4 separate regions of the Zea mays genome follow, and all the other regions are linked to region 1. The links are chromatin contacts, called in public Hi-C maps. All regions are on one chromosome and are shown on one strand. Each heading gives the region's core, a stretch centred on a gene start, on an enhancer-like site or on the middle of the called end of the contact. The rest is flanking DNA. Distances are from core to core; before and after follow the strand shown.

What was found. Hi-C and Micro-C count contacts between places; a contact is called where the count stands out from the background.
Region 2: a contact with region 1 is called in a Hi-C map of leaf mesophyll, with 2.3 times the contacts expected there. The contact joins the promoter of LOC100274680 here to the enhancer-like site in region 1. A contact is called at or near these places in 2 of 25 Hi-C or Micro-C datasets (leaf and leaf mesophyll).
Region 3: a Hi-C map of leaf shows a contact between it and region 1, with 8 times the contacts expected there. The contact joins two enhancer-like sites. A contact is called at or near these places in 6 of 25 Hi-C or Micro-C datasets (ear, leaf and tassel).
Region 4: a Hi-C map of ear shows a contact between it and region 1, with 4 times the contacts expected there. The contact joins two enhancer-like sites. A contact is called at or near these places in 3 of 25 Hi-C or Micro-C datasets (ear, leaf and tassel).

What each region holds. Positions count from the first base shown.
Region 1 is chr4:53,389,108-53,392,194 of Zm-B73-REFERENCE-NAM-5.0, forward strand. No RefSeq gene overlaps it. Among protein-coding and RNA genes, the nearest start is that of LOC103653257, 51 kb to the left of the region's middle. Within about 2 kb of position 1,669, at least 14 of the 20 cell types and tissues checked have an H3K27ac peak or open chromatin away from gene starts, as enhancers often do. A contact at or near this core is called in ear, leaf, leaf mesophyll and 1 more, where this site is marked.
Region 2 is chr4:53,784,588-53,787,674 of Zm-B73-REFERENCE-NAM-5.0, forward strand. It overlaps LOC100274680, which reads right to left and starts at 1,409. Exons shown (of 10, transcript NM_001148999.2): 1 at 1,271-1,409; 2 at 931-962. The coding sequence starts at 1,350.
Region 3 is chr4:53,766,847-53,769,933 of Zm-B73-REFERENCE-NAM-5.0, forward strand. LOC100274680 reads right to left here. Exons shown (of 10, transcript NM_001148999.2): 10 at 2,393-3,087. The coding sequence ends at 2,802. Among protein-coding and RNA genes, the nearest start is that of LOC100274680, 18 kb to the right of the region's middle. Within about 2 kb of position 1,690, at least 18 of the 20 cell types and tissues checked have an H3K27ac peak or open chromatin away from gene starts, as enhancers often do. A contact at or near this core is called in ear, leaf and tassel, where this site is marked.
Region 4 is chr4:53,653,116-53,656,202 of Zm-B73-REFERENCE-NAM-5.0, forward strand. No RefSeq gene overlaps it. Among protein-coding and RNA genes, the nearest start is that of LOC100283148, 63 kb to the right of the region's middle. Within about 2 kb of position 1,541, at least 17 of the 20 cell types and tissues checked have an H3K27ac peak or open chromatin away from gene starts, as enhancers often do. A contact at or near this core is called in ear, leaf and tassel, where this site is marked.

The DNA of each region.
Region 1 (3,087 bases), core at 419-2,918:
CTTAACCTACTGTTCACCATCTGAAACTCAAGAAATACTACAGCCCCACTTTGAACCACCATTTGTCCTAGGTTACAAATGCTTCTAGGGGCTTGTTTCTTAATAATGTTTGTACTCCTATAGTCCCTCTACAAGTTTTATATAGTGACCCTTAACTAAAACCTCATGTATTCCAAACTGCAGAACTCCAAACTTTGTACCAACACACAAAAATTCAGCCCTATTTCAGCAGTCTGAAATCAAGTACTTTGACAACATTACTTTGGACTACCTTTTCACCTGGTAGCATATGGTTTTAGGGCTATAACACTGAATAAAAGTTGCTCTCCTATAGTTACTCTTCAAGTTTGTCATAGCAAGAGTTTACCAAAAGCCCACAGTTTAAATGTTACAGAGGTCCAAAAACAGCTAAACCAAACTGTTTTGGGCTGAATCCAATTTGAGCAAATATGAAGTTTTGCAAATTACTCCAAATCTTTCCACACAACATGGAAATCTCTAAATAAGAAAGTTGTTCACTTTTCCAAGGTCTACAACGTCGGTACTTTGAATACCAAATTCTCACTGGATTTTGAATTCCACTTTTGGGGCTAGTTGAGTTTTAACTATGACTACTTCTCCAAACCACTTCTCAACTTCGATCCACCTCTAAAAGAAAAATTATTCTTTTACCTAAGATCTAACTTTATTATATAGAGCTTATGTCCAAATTATCCTTGTTTTTGGAGTTGCTTTGTTTATCCACCCCTTCCAAGCAAAGCTCAATATAGGGTTTAAAGTTGATCTAGCTCCTCAAGTGACTCTTCCACTCGATGTACATTCCAAAGTGAAGTTGCTCTAGGTTCAAGACTTGCTTTTAGAATTTAAGACTCCAAGTCAACTTGTCAATTCCTTAAGAGATGATCCTCACTAGCTTAACTCATGCAAGGTTCTCTACCTAAGTCCTATACTCAATACAAAACATCACACTTTTGGAATGAAAATTTTGACCTAGTGAATGCACTCTAGGTATAACAAGGAAGTTAATGCAAATGCTTATGATGACATGTTAGAGTTTTAGTTATCGTAACATCAAAGGTGTTACACCAGCCATGCTGCACCAGCACATTCGCGAGCAAGGCCGCCACATCCCCCTACAACTGCGAGATCTGCGGGCGCGCGTCGCTTGACCCCTTCCGCTTCTGCTCCCTCAGATGCAAGGTGCTTTTCATCTTCTAGCCACCCACCCATCCCTCCGGCATTATTCGTTCACTGAATTCCCCAGTACAATGGTTGCCCTGCCCACACAAGAACACCAAAAGATTGCGCCTTTTTTGGCGGACCGACGATTCTTACTTTCGTTCTTGAAAGAAAAAGAAGAAAGAAATAAAAATGGCATGGAAGAATCAAGGAATCGCAATGCCATGGAATTAGTTACGTTTAATTTATCACCCTGCCCCCTGACTTGTGCATTGCTTTTAATTCGCACGGTTGGTGGACACCAAGAAGAGCTACGACCACACGACTGCTAGTGCCGCGGACACCAACGGTGATGGCGCGACCAATGACAATGACGAGGTGGCATTGGCCGGTGGGAGCAAGAACTGGCTCGGGGCGCGGCTACAGGGCTGACGGCGGAAGGGGACCCCACACGGCGCGCCATTCTAGTCCTGACCTACGTCTACCGGGCGACAATGACAATGGATGGGTCAATGACATCTAGACCATGGAGGCAATTAATGGAAGAGAGGGGAATGGAGGGGACAATCATCGTCTCCTCCGCGCTGGCATGTTTGCCCGCCCGACTTCTTTATTTGGTTCGGTATATATATATATATATATTAAAAAAACAAAGAAGAGAAAAAAATATTGTCCGCCCAACTAGAAAGGAAGGAAGATTATAGATAAATAGATAGAAAAAAGCAAGCTGAGCTGGGCAGCCGCGCGCATCCCAACCACGTGAGGGAGTCACCCGGGGCTGCGCGCTCGCTGGACTTGTGTCTGTCCCCATACCCCCTCTCTCTTTCTCCACCATACCATGCCATGTCATGGCACCATTTGGTACGGTAGGTGTGCATGACGATAATCTCCTCTCCTCCTGGTCATCATATGCACAGATGATGCTGTTAAACTTCAATTAGCAGGGCATGGGTTTTCCATTGGTTGCTTGACAGTGATTAGTACTACTGATGATCTTCTCTTTTTTCTGTTGCTACATTAGTAATGTACTACACTTGTGTTGTTTGTTTTTCTCGGTGCACATTGCGTTTGTCGATATAAAATTATTCCAAGGGTGTAGGATATAAGGAAGAAGGGATACCAAAGGAAGACAAATGATTGTGTTTTTGTTTGTTTACTTCTTGCCTGTCCGCCAGCTTCTCTATTGGTGTATGCTAGATGGAAGGTGCATGATTTGTTTCAGCTTGCTAATTAGCTAATAAAGTAATAATGGTTGCTTAGCTTGGTGGGAGTGTACTCTATGTTGTTAGCTCAAGTATTTATTTGCTACCCTCACTACCGGAATCGGGCGCTTTGCCGCCTGAAAAACACTCGACAAACACTTTGCCCAGCGTGACACTCGGCAAAGAGAGCTCGACGAACAGTACATCGGCAACGGCTTCTTTGTCGAGTACTTTTTATCGGGCACTCGGCACTCGGCAAAGAAAAATCGCCATCACGGCGACTGGTAACGGAGACGGCGCCTTTGCCGAGTGTCACCTAATACACTCGGCAAAGAGTTTACCTCTTTGCCGAGTGTCCACCAGCCTACACTCGGCAAAGGGGCCACCAGCGGGGCCCTTTGTTAGTTTCTTTGCCGAGTGCGCTAGGAGGTAATCGACAAAACTTGCTTCTTTGTCGAGTGTTAGTGTCACAACACTCGGCAAAGAAGCTTTACCGGTGCCCAGGTGTTTCTTCTCTGTCGAGTGCTATGACCCTAACACTCGGCAAAGTGACCAGTATACATCTTTTTTATTTGTTTTTGCTATTCCATCCAAACAAACAAAAGACATCACATATACATCATAGATATCACATAATCATCACAGATATCATATATACATCACGTATCTCACAAACACCATAAATCAAACAAGTTCTCACAGCATT
Region 2 (3,087 bases), core at 159-2,658, 400 kb after region 1:
GCAATTCGGGCTGCAGGGTTTGGCCCCCCAACCAACGGATATTAATTTTATGGAGTGGTGGCATCAAGCAAATGAAGCTATTCAGGGGTCCTTCAGAGATGGCCTAAACTCCCTCATTATGCTGGGCGCTTGGATTTTGTGGAATCATCGGAACAGATGCATCTTTGATGGCCTTTCCCCTAATGTTGCTAATTTCCTAATCCATGTGGGGGATGAGCGCCGTCTGTGGGAGACTGCCGGGGCCAAGGGGTTGACATCCCTTGTTGCCTCCCTCTCTCATGTAGCCTAGAGTTTTATAGATGAGTCAGTCTATGCTAGTTTCGTTCAGGCCGCCGTAAGGCGTCAGTTGTACCCCGGTTTATTTTAGACCTTGTTTATTTCTTCTTTTAATAGAATGATACGCAGCTCTCCTGCATGTTCGAGAAAAAAAAACTTTAGTCAGGAGAACCAAACACCCCCTAATAACTTGTCTCATTGCATCAATACCTTGACATTGTATCTGCTTGGTTGTACTATACAAGACCACTCAATGTACATACAAATCATTGGGATTCTGGGAAACAGTAAGCAGTGTAGAAAGGTAACAGGTAATCACACAGAAATGTGTCTAGGCTTCCAAACTTTCAAAAGGAAAGAAGAGAGCAGTGAAAGGAATGTTATTCCTTTGTGGCTTTGTCCTTCGAGGAGGAAGGTTCTTTTTCGAACCGCACAGCAAGGGGTATAGCTTCGTGTAATAACTTGGCGCCTTGCATTAATACCCTGGCATTCTATCTACTTTTCTACACCACAAGACCACTCCATGAACATGCAGGTCACCGCGGGAGAGAGCAGCAAGCAAAAAGTGTAGAAAGGCCCAAGGTAAAGACAGAGATGTGTAAGCAACGCAAGTGTAAAAAGAAAGGCCGAGGGTAAGCAGATAGAGATATGTACCTTCGGAATCCCATGAGATTGCCACAGCGGGCCTGCACGATGGCAAAGAAAACAAAGCTCAAACACATAAAAAGCCGAAGAAATCTATATTTGCCATGACAGCAAACACAACAACGGCGACACAGCGGTTTCTGGTCTAGCGGGGGAATCCTATCACGGCAAACAACAACTGCACGAACTTTTTCGCATCTAATGGCTGAATAAGTAAAAAAACTACTACAATCGTGCACCCTCATAGCGAATTTCACCAGAGAAAAAGGTAAGCAACTGAACAGTAAAATCCCCGTCCAGGGGGGGGGGGGGGGGGGGGGGGGGGGGGGGGGGGTGGGCAACAACGAACTTGAGACGGAGATCCCCGTCCAGTAGATCGGAGGCATCGGGTCCTAAAGGAACCGGAGGCGAAGCGGCGGCGGCGGCCATCAAACGATTCCAATCTTACAACCGGTAGCCGTCGGTTGGGCGAGGGTGGATGACAGGATGAGGGAAGGTTGGGCGGAAGGGTCAGACTTCAGAGAAAGTCATTATGTCCGATGAAGCTCTGCTGTGTGGACCCACGGTTAACCATCTCGTTTATCCCGATTTCCCGCTTCCTATCCAGAAAAAAAAACGAAAACTGCTGAACGGTTTGGGCTTTCAAATTTAAAAAAAAAAATCCGTCAAAACGCGCCTATATCGAGCGTTTTCGGTTAAACCTTGTTTATTTTTGAAAAATAAAAAATGACATAATTTGTTTGTAATCGGTTGATTGTATGATGCACACTGAATAATAATAGATTCACACAACATTTGATCACTAAAATCGCATACACCTTACATATGCAAATTTGAATTCATATAAAGTTTTTGCACAACACATAATTCCACATATGTCGAATGATGAAGTATCCACGTATTCAGATTGAGCCATAATATTCAAGCATGCTAGAAGCATTCGGGTATAGCCTCATTCAATATACAATGATCATATACAAAGATATGAAATATAATCAGCAAAAAAACATGAATGACATTTGTTGGGGTGAAGGCTAAACATGACCTCGATCAACGACACGAAGGCTCGACCCCTCGATCAACGACACGAAGGCTCGACCCCTTATTTTAACTAACCATACTTGTACAAGATCACGGGCGACCGGGGCCTACGCTATGTAGCAACTTCGACGAGGCCTTCGACTTAGCACCTAATGATCGATTGTAACCCAAAATCCTATTTTTGGATTTATAAGAGTTATCCAAAAGATTAAGAATTAAAGTGAGTCCTAATAAGGGTTCCTCATTTTTTTAATTTATCTTCTCTTGAAGTGAATAGATGGCGATACAAAAAATGTTGTTAGAGATAGACCCTAAAAATTTTAAAACTAGAGGTTAATTTCTCAATACAGGAAAAAAAAAACATAATACGAGGAAGTCTTCAACCCATTTGCTAACATGAAGAATTCTCTCTCATGAGCTAAATAATTAAAAATATTTTAAAAACATTTTAATTAATGTAACCCTTGATAAAAGTCATATGCTAAGGTCCTCTAAAAGTAGATAAGAATGGGATATTCATTTTGAATTAATTTACAATTGTAGCCCACACACAAAATACTATATTCCTATAAAGAATAGTGTATGTGTTCCATAGTTTAAACATTTGCTTAAATGAATAATTAACCTAGAAAATAAACATGACTTGCATATCATGTTGGGTTCTTTATATGTTGCATATAATCTGGATATTTTTTGAATCAACTCATATTTACATTGGAATTTCAGAATTTGAAAAGTAAGAAAATCAGGAAATAGAAATAAGAAAAAAGAATGAACTAAGCTGATTCGGCCCAAGTTCCTCATCTCGGCCCAGTTCAAGTCACCACCCGCGAGGCCCACTATTCCCCCACCGTCCCTACCTTCTTCCACTGCCACGTGGGGCCCGCTGGATAGCCGCTCGGTCAGCTTCTCTGTCGCCCGCACGCGCATCATCACCTGGGCCACTGCTGGTGCTGGCTCGCTGGTCAGTCCTATGTGTACATTCGGACCGCCCAACCCGGCCCGGCCCAAGCCCGAAAAAGTCTGTATTGTTTGAATTTCGGGCCGGCTCGACCCATTTGAATTTTGGACCGTGCCGGGCCGGCCTATGGGCCTAGCCCTCGGCCCGGCCCGTAATTGCTTAAA
Region 3 (3,087 bases), core at 440-2,939, 380 kb after region 1:
TCCATGTAAGTTCCATATCATGTACCCTTTGAGAAACCCATAACATATCAAGTGCTCACGCACTTCACTTGCCTCTTTCCAAAATGCAAAAGCTAAGAAACCATTCACTCCTTGCAAATATGCCTTGTTGTGCCTACAATATTTTTATGTTAAATGACATTTTAACCATGGGTGTCATTTAATTTGTGAAACATGGTTTGTACTTAGCATCATTATCGATCCATGTTTTATCCATCAAACTTTGTGTAGGGGACCAGATAGCTTCCAAAATGAAAAAAATATCTTAAGAAATACAATAGTCATATAATTTTATATATCTATATGTCCATGCATATGGTATTCATATCCATGTGGTATGAAAAAATATAAACAGAAAGACAATCATACTGTCACACAAGCGTTTGTGCGGGTTCTTTCACCTTTAGCCTTCTATTCAAATAAGAAGTTGTGCTAGCACTTGATCAGATGTAGATTCAGATGCTGCATTCAATGGATTGAATTAGATAAATGCACATAAAAGTAATATAGAAAAGTTAATACTTTTTTATTTAACACATGACTTGGTTAAATACACGTGTTTCAATTATTTGAGCAAGAACTATTTACCATTATTATATAGTTCTATTAGAGATGACATCAACTCACTCCCTTATAAATAGTCTGCTATGATTTGCTTATGTGCAACTTATACAAGTGACTATATGTTCACATGTTCCAAGTTTCTAGAGAATAAAAAACACTTACTAATTGATTTCCGCATATATAGTCTGCTACAATGTCATTTATTAGAACTAAAGAGCTTAATCCTTGCAAGAAGTAGAACTAAAAACCTCAACTGTTGCTTCCACCTGTATATGTGGAAACTGATCCTATCAGGAAGAATAAAAATATATTCCATAAAGTGCATATATATATGTATAACATAACAAAGGAATTTATTAAAAATGGCTAATAGTTGAACTATTAGTTAAGGTGTTTGGATGTCTTTAACTAATTTTAGTCACTAACTATTAGCTCTAGTATATTGAAACATCCCATAAATATCTTATCAATTGTTATCTAGAGGGATTTCTCACCCGGGAAAAGGAAGGGGATCCAAAGGAATTTGGATTCCTAAACTAGCCGTGAGCGTGAGTGACTGTCTCAATGAGATAGATAGAGATAGACTGACAGACAGATGGAGGGTTTGTTAAGGCGTTACCAGGGGGTCGAAAATATGTGCACTGCATCAAGCATGTAAATACGCCGATCGATCGTGTGGATGCACCTCCGCGTTTGCATGTTTAGTTAGGATTCCAATAATGTCCAAGCGCATCAAGCTGCAACTAGGAAAATACAACAGTATATAGTGCCGTTTTCATCAGGGTAAGCGCACTGCAGTGCGCCTAGTCCGGTCTCAGCTCTAGCTATCTGCCAACACAAAACTGCGTGCCCGGACTCATGTTTTCTTGCTCCAGATGCAGTGAATGCCTAATTCGCATTAACCACACCTCTCTACCAGATGCGGAGCCATCAACGTACTCAAGATCTGCTTGTCTTTTTATTCACGGAAGCTTGCGCACGCAATCACACTCACAGGTTAAAACCTTTCCCGGATACATCCAAACGATGTCCCGGATCGATCGAGTCAGTCCAGAATAGGAACATGCTGTACAGAGCCCACCCGGCCGTCTCTCTCGCTCGAAAGCCGGTGCTGCCTCTGTCAGATGCTGCTGTCGAATCCATCCATCGCGTCAGCAACGCAGGCAGGCAGCAGCACAGCAAACGTGATGTGGCCGTCGACAGCGCCATGCTTCGCCTACGTGAGATGAACGAACGCATGCATATGCCGGCTTTCCCTTCTACTTCTTCCAGGTTCAGTGCTTGCCTATTGCCGATGAACACGACAGATTGGCGATTACATACCATGGGCGGCAGGCAACAGTCCCGGGGCATCTTGTCTTGTCTCTACCGGTTTTGCCTGCCTTGCTGATACAAACGGCACGCCACAGTTTCAAGAGGGGGGCACAAGCAACGGCTCATGCCTACCACAGAGCATACTGTTTGTTCGCTCCAATCAACAGCATAGACAGCTTGCGTCTGAAAGTACACTCCAGTTACAGCACGGCATTGCTTGGAGCTGGACATGATTCTGTTTTGGAACCCAACAACACACTGTACCTTCCTGACTGGGACCATGATGTTGTTGCATTGCACGCCTCCAACGCTCCATCCAGGACGGACAAACTTCAGTCTTTCTTGCTGCCATACCCCATTCAGCTGGGACACCTCTCACTGTCCAGCAGATTTTCAACTCGCCCAATCTCACATGCATCTTAGATGAGCTCGCACAAAGACAGCACACGTAGGTGGTACAATCAACAACTTAAACTAGATCAAACGACATTACAGCTTTCTTTCCCACATTGTGTTTTTTTCCTTATTTGATTATTTCTCCTTGTACAGGTCTAGATACAACAACAACAATATAGCCTTTTTACTTTTAAATCAGACTAGAGTACAAACCTAACAGTTACAATTACAACTTACAACAACAACAACAAAACCTTTTAATCCCAGGATAGGCTAGAGTTAAAATCCAACATCAACAGAACATTTTACTTCTAAGGTAAGCTAGAGCTGAAACCGAACAAAAACCACAAATCAAGGTTCAGACACATGGTTAGCTATTTTCCACTGGCCCCTATTTAAAGCTAAATCTTTGAGTATATTAGACACAACAGCTTTTTTTTCTTTGAACTGACAACTTTCACCTCAAACCCCCACTAGTTAGCAACCAACCTTTCCTCAGGCTGCAACCATCATCCCCAGAAACCTGGGCCAAAACCATATGGTGGCCTCTGCACCATCCTATTGTCGATGTACTGCACTTGCTGAGCACCATTGATACCGAATGGGTGAAACCCATTCACCATGGGGTGGTAGACAGCTGGAGGACCGAAGAAAGCCTGGCCTTGATGCTGCAGCTCAATACCAGGATTGAAATGAAGGAAATTACCCTGTCCTTGACCTACCAATCCCTGATGAGAATGAGGATGAGGATAGGCTGGATGCATAAGTGGTTGTGGCAACCCATAACTAAAAGCA
Region 4 (3,087 bases), core at 291-2,790, 260 kb after region 1:
AATTTGAATTTAAAGCTAGATTTGTTTTAATTATAAGTTTGAGTTTGATGCACAAACAAAAGAGTTCCAACATGATGCATAATTTCATGTGTTTATTTGGTATTTGTTTAAAAGAAATATGCCTCCTTAATAAGATACATAACTAAAATGACTTCTCTATTATTTCTCAAGTGACTAGTAAAATACTAGATACTACCTAACGTAATATTTAGATCTTACAAATACTACTTCCTATATATAGATTATATATATACTCTAATCTTGTTGCTCATTGCCTTCTTCACTGGCTTCTTCACCTTCAACCTGCACCTCTGTAAAGCTCAAAATTTGTATAAAACAGTATAAATAAATAAATATAATTATTTTAGTGCTTTGGGAATTTATGAAACCTTTGGAGATTATTAACCAATAAATAAATAAAAAAATGTGCATATCATGCCGATGATTTTGTTAAATATAAGACAGAAATGAGAAAAGTAATTTGTAATAAAGTCATGTATGGCTAGAATTAAATAATGGGAAGGAGAATAAATAATAAAATTGAAAATAGTAGGATTTATATTCACATTTGGATTATATTTGAGATTGTTGATCTGAAATTCATAACAAAATTTGAATTTGGCTTGAACATTTGAATTTGGAAAAGAAAGATAATGGAAAAGGAAAAATAGAAATAAGAAAAAGAAAATAAAAACATAAAACCCCACCTTGGGCCGAATCCCGCTCGGCCGGCCCACCATCACCCCAAATTCATCCCACGTGGCCCATCTTCCCCATGCGCTCGTGCCTGCTGACGGATGGACCCCACTGATCTGTGTGACACGGCGTGCCTGCGTGGGAAAACTTTGACACTGTCGTGCGGACCCTGCGGAACAGCCACACCGTGTGACGCGTTCGCTTCCACGTGGGACCGAGGCTCAGGGGCGCTTCCCGTTTACTTGAGACACTGATTTGTGGACCCATGGCTCCAGTACCGTCTTCCCCTCGTCGCGCAACGACCTCAACTGAACCACCGACATAGCCGACTTGGCCGAGACCTGTTGGGACCCACTGTGGCCATCCTGGGTCGGACTCCCCTGCTCCCTATATAGGCCGCCCGAATCGCTGTCAGGTCCTTCAACCATCTTGGTCAATCTTGCCATCGCCGAGCGCGCTGAGGGAGAAGGGGGCCGTCACAGTCGGAATTGAATTTGGCTGCAGCGTAGGCCTTCGATCGGGACGGGTAGCTTCACCAAGCTTCACAGATCACGAATGTTGCTTTTCCTGGGGGATTACGCTCCGGGCCATCGGGAATTGATCGCTGGAGCAAACAATCGGCCGCAGATCCGCTGCTCGCCGTGAACCATCCCCATCGCGACGCCATCACCGGTAAGATCACTTTATTGTCGCCCGCCTTGTCTTTCTCGAAGTGTAGCACCCATAAGTTCGCGGGTTGGGCTTTGGGGCGCCGGTCATGGCCTCGCGGGCGCACCTCTACCTTATACAGCGGCGGCGCCACCGCTCAGTCGGTGTCAGGGGGGAAGAAGAAGGGTTGGCCGTCGGATCGGCGATGGATGGATGAGATTATAACATCGTGTACCCCTTCACACGATCAGATCTAGGCCGTAGATTTGTGATCGAATGGACGAAAGTCGATATTGGTTGTTTTAAATCTAGACCGTGGATCTTCAATCCGATGGAGCACTGTGCGTACCGATTCATTAAGTGAGCAGATCTAGTCAGGGGCGTCCACTCGTGATCGGACAGCTCTCGGCAATGGGATACCCCTTGGACCTAGAGGATTACATATGGCACCCTGATCTTTTAATATATCAACCCGCTGTACACCATAGTGTGAGTTCCATTACAGATTAGTCCAACTTTTCACGGTTTTAACCCTGAGCTTCTCGCGAATAGTGGCCGCAGTCCAGAGATTAAATAAACCGAATAAATTAATAAAGAAAAGGATTTTTAGTATAAAAATAATTCCAGAAACTTGTTTAATTCATACTTAATTCAATTTAACTCCTTTTTGATCCATTCCAGTTGCATTAATCTCATATTAATATTGTTTATCATCTAGTAACTTTGTATTACCATGAAAACTATAATTAAAATCTTGTACCCCCTTTGTTTTATAGTAAACACCTAAACCTTCGGAAAATCATAACTTTATAACCGTAACTCCGAATTTAGTAGTTCTCGAACCCAGGATCTAGTTACGCTGCGTAGAACATTATTATGCAGTTTCTTCTTATGTTTGGTGTGATGTTAATTTTGCCTTTACCATGTTTGTTGGTATTGCCTACGATTAGCAGCGAGGTTACGAGTCCCTTGAAGACCAAGCTGGTACCTGGGAATCTCAAGTCTAAGGCAAGTTGTGCACTTGATCCCTTTTCTAAACCTAATAGTGTTCCTGTTAATCACTCTGACATGCTTAGATTAATTTTATGGGACCTAATAGGTTTCCATAGACTTGTTTATCCCACACCTTGGTTACCACTGAACTTTTGGGTAGTTTTGCTATTGCTCTACCTGGTTTTGGGATTAATATTACATTATGATCATATGATCATGTTCAAGTTATGTTGTTGTCTTAATTATTGTTCATGACAAGATTATTATGTTAATTGGAATATGGAGCTTAACTTGAGATATCCGTGCTATCCCAAGGGTCGAATGGGACGCCCTTGGCTGACTAATTAGGAAAGCTAGTGGAGGACTACCTTACCCGAAAGGGGCAAGGGTGGTAGAGGAGCTACGTATAGGGAGGTTCTCGGGTCGATAATGTTGTGATGGCTTTTCGGACGAGGGATTCCTGTTGCCCTTCTTAGAAATTGTAGCGGGTTTTCTAAAGCTAGTTGAACTTTGTAAAGGCCTCGTAGTGCTACCCTGTCTCGCCTCCTTGGTAGAGATGTGTGGGATCCGTACAACCCTATGGAAATTGGGTAACATGACTTGTGGGTAAAGGGCGCAACCTCTGCATAGTGTAAAACTAGTATACAAGATGTGCTCACGGTCAAGAGCGACTCAAGGCTCTCGCATGATTAATTTATGGAACTAAACTTAATCTGGCATATGCATTGCATTACGGGTGTTATTATCAAT